Regions from separate parts of the Hordeum vulgare genome. Here region 2 is linked to region 1. Evidence: chromatin contacts called from public Hi-C data. All regions are on one chromosome and are shown on one strand. Each heading gives the region's core, a stretch centred on a gene start, on an enhancer-like site or on the middle of the called end of the contact. The rest is flanking DNA. Distances are from core to core; before and after follow the strand shown.

Evidence for each region. Hi-C and Micro-C count contacts between places; a contact is called where the count stands out from the background.
Region 2: a contact with region 1 is called in a Hi-C map of seedling, with 3 times the contacts expected there. The contact joins two enhancer-like sites. A contact is called at or near these places in 2 of 6 Hi-C or Micro-C datasets (leaf and seedling).

The regions. Positions count from the first base shown.
Region 1 is chr2H:41,705,818-41,709,857 of MorexV3_pseudomolecules_assembly, reverse strand. No RefSeq gene overlaps it. Among protein-coding and RNA genes, the nearest start is that of LOC123425285, 73 kb to the left of the region's middle. Within about 2 kb of position 2,232, at least 2 of the 3 cell types and tissues checked have open chromatin away from gene starts, as enhancers often do. A contact at or near this core is called in seedling, where this site is marked.
Region 2 is chr2H:41,978,529-41,982,221 of MorexV3_pseudomolecules_assembly, reverse strand. No RefSeq gene overlaps it. Among protein-coding and RNA genes, the nearest start is that of LOC123425289, 18 kb to the left of the region's middle. Within about 2 kb of position 2,406, at least 2 of the 3 cell types and tissues checked have open chromatin away from gene starts, as enhancers often do. A contact at or near this core is called in seedling, where this site is marked.

The DNA.
Region 1 (4,040 bases), core at 983-3,482:
CATACGAGCAATTCAAGAGGATTTGGTGGGATTCTTTCTTGACCACGTCATACCTAAAGACGGAGAACACCATGTGGATTTGTGATTGGATCTTAGGTAGATGATGTTAGGGATTGTAAAAGACGTTATATTATATATATGTAGTAGCGCCAGATAGATATACGAAAACTTGTTGTTTGACCAAGCACGGAGAAAGAGATGTCACTTCTCTCTATATATGTTCAGCATGGCGATCTTGTGCAATTAATGGTTTCCTGCATTTTCTTATTAGCTAGCGTCGAGTTCTCTCTCTATATATATATATAATAGCTAGCGTCGACCAAGCACGGAGAAAGAGATGACACTTCTCTCTATTAGCTAGGTAACATAATATGAAACCCCTAAATTAACCATCCAAAACCCCCAACCCCCCTTCAAAAGAAAAACCTAGCTCCTGCAAGACGCTGACGCGTGGATGTCATTGGGTCCCGGTTGGTGCGACCAACCGGGACTAATGGTCCTCCTCCCTAGGCTCCCCGCAACGGCCACGTGGAGACCCTTCTGTCCTGGTTGGTAAGCAAACCGGGACTAAAGATTTTGGGCTTTAGTCCCGACACTTTAGTCCCGGTTCCAGAACCAGGGCTAATGGCCCTCTGGAACTCGAACAAATGGACCGTTTTCTACTAGTGTAGTAACTAAAGTGCTATCCTCTATTATGTTGCTATTCTATGACACTACCCACTATAAGAGACCTTAAGTACTTACTTGAAGTATGAGTGAGGTATGTGCACACTACAATGAGCAAGTTACCCTAGGAAATAGAGGACCTCTAGTGGTGTCCCTCTCGAGTGACCAGGATGAGCCCCTACTGCCGAGAGCTCCATCCCTCTCCTAGGGATTGTTGATACTCAAAGTATAATGATGATGATGATGGCCGCTTACGATGCCCTTTGTCTCAAGGTGGTCCAATTTTTTCTTCTTGGTCGCTGCCATCATCAACCGCTTTGGCAAAGTTGTTCGATCGTCCTTGTTCACATTTGTGGGTGGTGCACAAGGTACCACCACTGACAAAGGAGGCCCTAGGCCCAATCATGTAGATGAGCACAAGTTAGAGATCCAGGTTTCATACCTAGAATGGATGAAGTATTTTGATTATGTGACTAGCTAGTACACAAACGAGTAGAGCATGAGAGAAGCGTTTGTCGATTAGGTAATATTGTGGGCATTGGTCAAGAAAAGCATCAACACTCGGGCTCAAAGGAATTCCTCAAGTGGTCTCTAGCTAGCTTTGGTCCCATCATAGAACCAAATTTATTAAACCGATTTAGGTGTGTTGAGGACTAACCGTTAGGTATCACAGCCGACTATTTCAATTTTTCAAGCCATCAACACACCTATTTTCATGAAGAGCATCTTGGCATAGCTTAAGGTAACGTGTCAGGTGCTCCGGACCGATGTAGAGAACCACTTCGATCGGCGCTTCATCGAGTTCCATGCGAGCAATGATTTGAATTCTGAAACCACACTTGCAGAAACACAACAAGGTGCTTACTTATGTTTTGTTGCGCTGCATGTGTCGTGCCCGGCCTAGCTAGTATACCTTTGTGTTTTACCACGCACGCCCGGCCAGGCGATCATAGGATTCTGTAAGAGTACGTGTGTATATGCTCACGAGTGAGGCGTTGTAGAGACTGGGCTCCAGTGAGCCCGGTATTTCAAAAAAAAAAGACTAATTGTTTTTATACAAATACATATACATGATAGTTAAGGATGTAAAAAATATCATTAGGTAATTTGACTGTTTGCGTACTACACAAAAAAAGATTAAAAAAAACTGGCCCAAATGCAACAAAAGTAAGGCCCATTTTAATCTATGTTTTTTTTTGTGTATGCTACATAAGAGCATAAATATTAGTAAAAATTTACACGTGTGTATTATCAATATGTACCTATGTGTATACTTTTTTCAGATTTTTTTAGTGTATGCAAAAAAGTATTTTGGCAAAAAAAAAAGGCTCACTGGAGCCCGGGAGCTGCCATGCTTTATTGTATCCTCACACGCAGCCGCGCGGCGTGCCATAGAAATTCAGAAACTTCACGTGACACGGCCACGTTTTCTCAGCTGCCAAAATACGTGTACGCTGCACTCACATGCGATTTGGTGCAACACGCGACCAGGCTGCATCTGCATGCGCGTGATCGATGTGTCATGTGCGTACGTGCGTCCAGAGCCAGCCAGCTTGCCCGTTTGTACGTATCCATGTCGTGCTTGCTTGCTTGCGTACGTACGTGGGTGGAGCGCAGGGGATACGTTGGGCAGTGTGTATACGAGCAAGCTAACTGCTATATATACTAGCTCACGGATGGATGGATCGTGACTGATCGACGAGCCAATGCAGGCGATAATTGGGCACGTAGCAGGCGGTCGAGGCGAGGAGAACTGGGAGCACTCACGAGCGAGGGCAAGCCGTTGGCGTTTGGCTTGGAGCCTGTGCCTCCGTGCGCTGCGTTCATGCGCGCGTCGTCGACCATGCATGGAGCTGCCTCTGCATGCTATCTAAGCTGCCCAGCGCCCCGTCCTTGGAATTTTCTGTAGACTGCGCCTGTCCTCGGGGGCACATCGGCACTTCCCATCTACTCCCTCCGTTCCTAAATACGGAGTATAAGTCTTTTAAGAGATTTCACTAGTGGTCTACATACGAAGCAAAATGAATGAATTTATATACTAAAGTATGTCTATATTACTATATACATCCGTATATAGTCCACTAATGGAATCTCTAAAAAGACTTATATTCAGGAACCGAGGGAGTACGTGCATGGCTGCCTGCATCATGCTGCACCTGTCTATGTACGGCGTAGTGTAAGGGCACCGTGTTCATTTGCTATTTTATGCTTATTACAATTATAGTCATTGTTTCTTATAAAATTTCATAAATAATTTTATTTTATTTGCGTTTTTATACCATTCTTTCTTCGGAAACTTCGGTTTTGCAGAAATTCCACTATTATATGCTTACTTTTGCACATGCAAAAAAAATATATTTTATATAAATTGTGCGCAACTTTTGTTATTATTTGTTTATTTTATAATTTTCCTAAAAGGTAATACCACTGGTACTAATTCATTTCAACTTAGAAAACTTCACTATTTTATATTTTGATTTTTTATTTCCTTTTATTTTAAATTTAAGGGCAATAATGGTTCAAATAATTCATTCATTCTCAGGAAACTTATTTATTGCCAAAATTCCTCTATTATATGCTTACTATTGTGTATTATAAAAGACCACAACATTTGTGTAAATTGTGTGAAAAAATATTCATTATTCGTCTTTATTTGATTTATTATTTTAAATAGTAATAGCAGTTTCACTAATTCATTTTTTGTTATACAACTTTGTTATTTTGAATTTTATTTTATTTTATTTCTTCTATAAGGGTGATGACCAAGACTTTTTTTAATTCCACTCCTATTTGCTTACCTTGCATATGTATTATAAAAAGAAAAAAATTATGTGGAAAATTTAACATGACTTTCTTTAAAACCTTCGTAAAGCGTAATACCAATACCACTAATTATTTATTTGTAGATTTTTATTTTCTTTTTGTTCATTTATTCTGTAAGGTGAGACCAACTCAAGTATTAGATTTGTAATCTAAAATGATATTCTTCATTATTTCTTATCCCACACTATGTTACTAAGCAGGACTGTAGACACGATAGGTTCGTATCTAACTTTCATGTTTTTGGCTCTTTTATTATCTGATACCACTCTGCCATATGGTAAGTGCATACGTGCTGTTATTATCTTCCTTGCAGTCCACGTCGAAATTCTCAAAAGAAAAAAAAACAGTTCACGTCGCTTGCACCAGTGGAAGAAAAAAGAGATTGAACCAAATTGGATTTTCATGAGACTAATTGTTAGTTGATCCCAATTTGAATACCGTGCTATTGTTAAAAAACTGAATCATGTGCTCAAGACATGGAAGCTGGAAGGCCATATACAAAGAGCTTTCCGAAAAATAAGCATAATGAAAACGGCAGGCGTGAAAACTCT
Region 2 (3,693 bases), core at 1,157-3,656, 270 kb before region 1:
TGAACCTTTTAAATTGCATGACAATTCTTAATACACAATGAACATGTTATTAATATACAGGATATGCAGTGATTTTCTTAAAAATATAACGAGCTGTTTTATAAATTATAAGTTTACATCTTTTGTAAGTTTTTAGTTATCTACTCGATCCGTTCGTAAATATAAGGCTTTTGAAAAATTACACTACAGACTATATACGGATGTATATAGACATATTTTATTATATAGAATTACTCGGTTTGTTCCGTATGTAGTCTGTAATGAAATCTCTATAAAAACCTATATTTAGGAACGAGGGTGTAGCTCCTAAGAAAGAACAGCCGGTTTCCTGGGTAAAAAACCAACTAAAAACCTGGAGAGAAAAAAAAAACAATTCTCGGGGGCTGAGTGGGCCGGCCCGTTCGATCCTGCTTTAGGCAGAGCTTCCTCTATTTTCTCTTCAGGTTTTGGAGCAAATCTTATTTGGTGCTGCAGGCGCCGGTTAAAGTGCATTTTTCTTAAGCCGCACCTGGTGGGTTCGTTCATGGGCGGGCCCAGCGGGAGGAAGGTTTTTCTGGTTTTGTGAGGTTTCCGGAAGCTTCCTAGATGGTTTTTTCAGGCCTTATTTTTCTTCTATTTTTGTTTCTTTTCTTTACTCTTTTTATTACTTTTTCATTTTCATTTTATTTTTAGATAATTTTTGTTTAACCTTTTTGAAACAAAAAACATTTTTCCATATCAATGAACACTTTTCAAAATTTTATGGATTTTTTATTAAAATTCCATGAAATATTTTGAATATCGATTATCATTTTGCAAATTTTGATGTTTTTTTTGAAATTTGATGAACTTTATTATTAAGTGGATGAAATTTTTTAAAAAATGATGAACTTTTTAAAGATTTGTGAACTCTATTTTCAGTTCAATAAACTTATAAAAACTTTTTTAAAATTCATGAACTAGTTTTCAAAATCCGTAAAATTTTTAATTTTTTTGACTTTCTTTAGATGACAGTGAATTTTTTTAAATTTGTGAAATTTTCTTTAAAAATTTGTGAACAATTTTTCGCTTTTGGTAACTTTTTTGTGTTCACTTTTTTTTGGGTTATTCTATAAAAAGTTCCATCCTGAAACTGGGCCGGCCCATTTTGCAGGGCTTGTGGGCGCTGGTTCTTCTGCACGGGCTTCCAATAGGCGACCTGAAGCAGTGAGTTAGCTAACTCTGAATTCTGCACAGTAGAGCACTGCAGTTAATGTTGTCCGAGGACACACATTGCATGCAGTCTGAGTCCTGTACCAGTACCACATCAGATTCACACTATGAAGCAAATCGCAATCTTCTTGCAGGAGGGGCGGTGAATTTTTTCCATGCCGGCGCCATGGACAGGATCGACCGTGCATGTCTTTACCCTATCTCTAATTCTCTATTAGCTATACTAATTTCTGAGGCAGCAGCAGTTCACCGAGAACTCCTACGTGATTAGATCTACCTATCACGGATGGGGTGTCGATCAAGGATTGGGTGCGCGGCCTTTACCAGATTCCTCGGCGGGCAGACCATTTGGTACGTGATCGTCGATTCCAACCGCGTGTCAAATCCAGCAGAGAAGCCAGTGGAGAGTTGCACGGATGAGTACCATCCTTGTCGCCTCACTAGCAACATCGATCGGTCTCGCCGCTGCCAAACCTGCCTGAGCTGGCAAAAGCTGCTCGCTTGCCCGCGCGGCCTCTGGACTCGAGCGAATTGTCTCTGAATGAAGAGGACGCTGCCAGGCAGAATCGCATGCAGGCCAGACCCCTCTCGTGATCCATATAGGCCGGGTGCTTGCATGCCACAACCTGCAGCGCAGTGTACATCAGTGACGTTCACAGGCAACACGCTGAGCACAGTGCTATGCTGCTACTACTAGTCTACACTGTCGTCTGGTGCACTGCTTGACACCGGGATTCAGAAGAAACCAAGAAGCAGAAAACGTCTCTAGACTTCTTCACAGCTCAGATTAGACTCTCTCTCGTGCACTCCTCGTGATAATCAAGGGTCATATATGAGATCAGCAGATGCATACATACCATCTCATGGATGATGCATAGCAGCCAGGCCAGGAGCATTGTGAGCTGAGCTGGCTCGCCCCCATCACATGGATCATGGATGGACGTAATATTCCCTGCGTCGCTCTCGTCCTTCGAGACATCCGCATGCGGTAGCGGCAGCGGCATCGTTTTGTTTGTTCGATCGTTCGGTCGGTTCGCCTCCACTCCAAGAGATATTCCTGTCTTGCTCCAACTGATGAGTGATCACGAGAGCATAGTAGGCGCATCAGGTTCGCGTGCCCTCCAGAACGCAATGGCGCCGCCCTTGTTCTCTTCCTCGCTGACAAGCTCGTGCCGCGTCCGCGTCGTCGTGGGGTTAGGGTAGACGACAGGTGTGCGGTGTGATGTGTGAAGATGGAGCCAGGGCAGCGTGAGTGTCCAGTGGCTCTCCAATCCGTTCCCATGTCTTCTCGTTGGCTACCCTCCATGATTGTTGGAGCCATCCTTGTTTTGTTGGTACCTAGAGGTGATCATGCGTGCATTGGATTCCTTCATCTCTTTCCTGCCCGCTGCCATTAGCATATGGGACTTGGCTGCATAGCGAATTAGCAGCTGTAGAGGCAAAGTTTCTGCTAGTCCACTACTACAGTGTGGCAGGCTCGCAGGTCGCAGCTAGTTAGAGAGTACTCGATCAACAGTCAAGCAGCTCCAAGCCATGCATATATTTGATGAGGAGCTCAACTGTTTGCTGACGTTAACATGGCTCGATCAGGATTCATCAGGAGTAGTATTGGATCCGACCGAGAAGTACGGCAAGAGAATCCACGGTCGGTCACATGTTTGTGCGCCGTTCTTTCTTAGGTATGATCTTAAGAGAAGATGAACTAATATATATCAACATAATAATATCAATAAACATAAACAACATAATCATTCATATTTAAAATACTAGCAAAAGGGCCCGTGCGTTGCAACGGGAGAAAAAAATACCACACGTTTTTAATATTTTTATAATCATTTTGATTTATTAAAATAATAAGCTAACTAACTAATGTAGTCAGTCCTATCTTATTTTATTTAGAAATCAACCCGTTCATTGTTAATTCCACCATGATGAGAAATTGAGCGGGACAAGCAAAGCAAAACAAAGAGGCTACGTGAATTGATCAATGGACTGTTATCTTATTTCACTCATGGGGTAGAGAATGTGGGATCAGATGACAAACTGAAGGTGGTGTTCCATTCTCTCTCTCTACAACAATGCAATCTTTCATTCAATACATTCATTCATCAGCAAACAAATTCCCACAAAACAAAATTTCTTGCCGGTGCTTGGCACACGGTTGGAGGCATGGGGAGGGGATCTCACCAGATGATGAGTTCCTGCCGGAGGAGGGGATACGATGAGGGGAGCAAGGGTTAGACGCCTCTATCTGGCCATAAGGAGTCGTCGTTGCCGCACCATAACCTCAGAGTTTCCCGTGTGAACCATGGAGGCCCGCCTCCACCTGCAAGTACTTCGCTTCGCCGCACCTTATCCGCGCGCCGCCGCCGTTCTGCATCGAGCAGACACATCATCCCAAGTCGTTGTAGCTGTCACGTTGATTTGATCCAGAAGCTGTGCTCGAGCGCCGAAACGGGGGCAGCAAGTGGGCAGAGGTACGACCGCGGAGGCGGGTGGGTT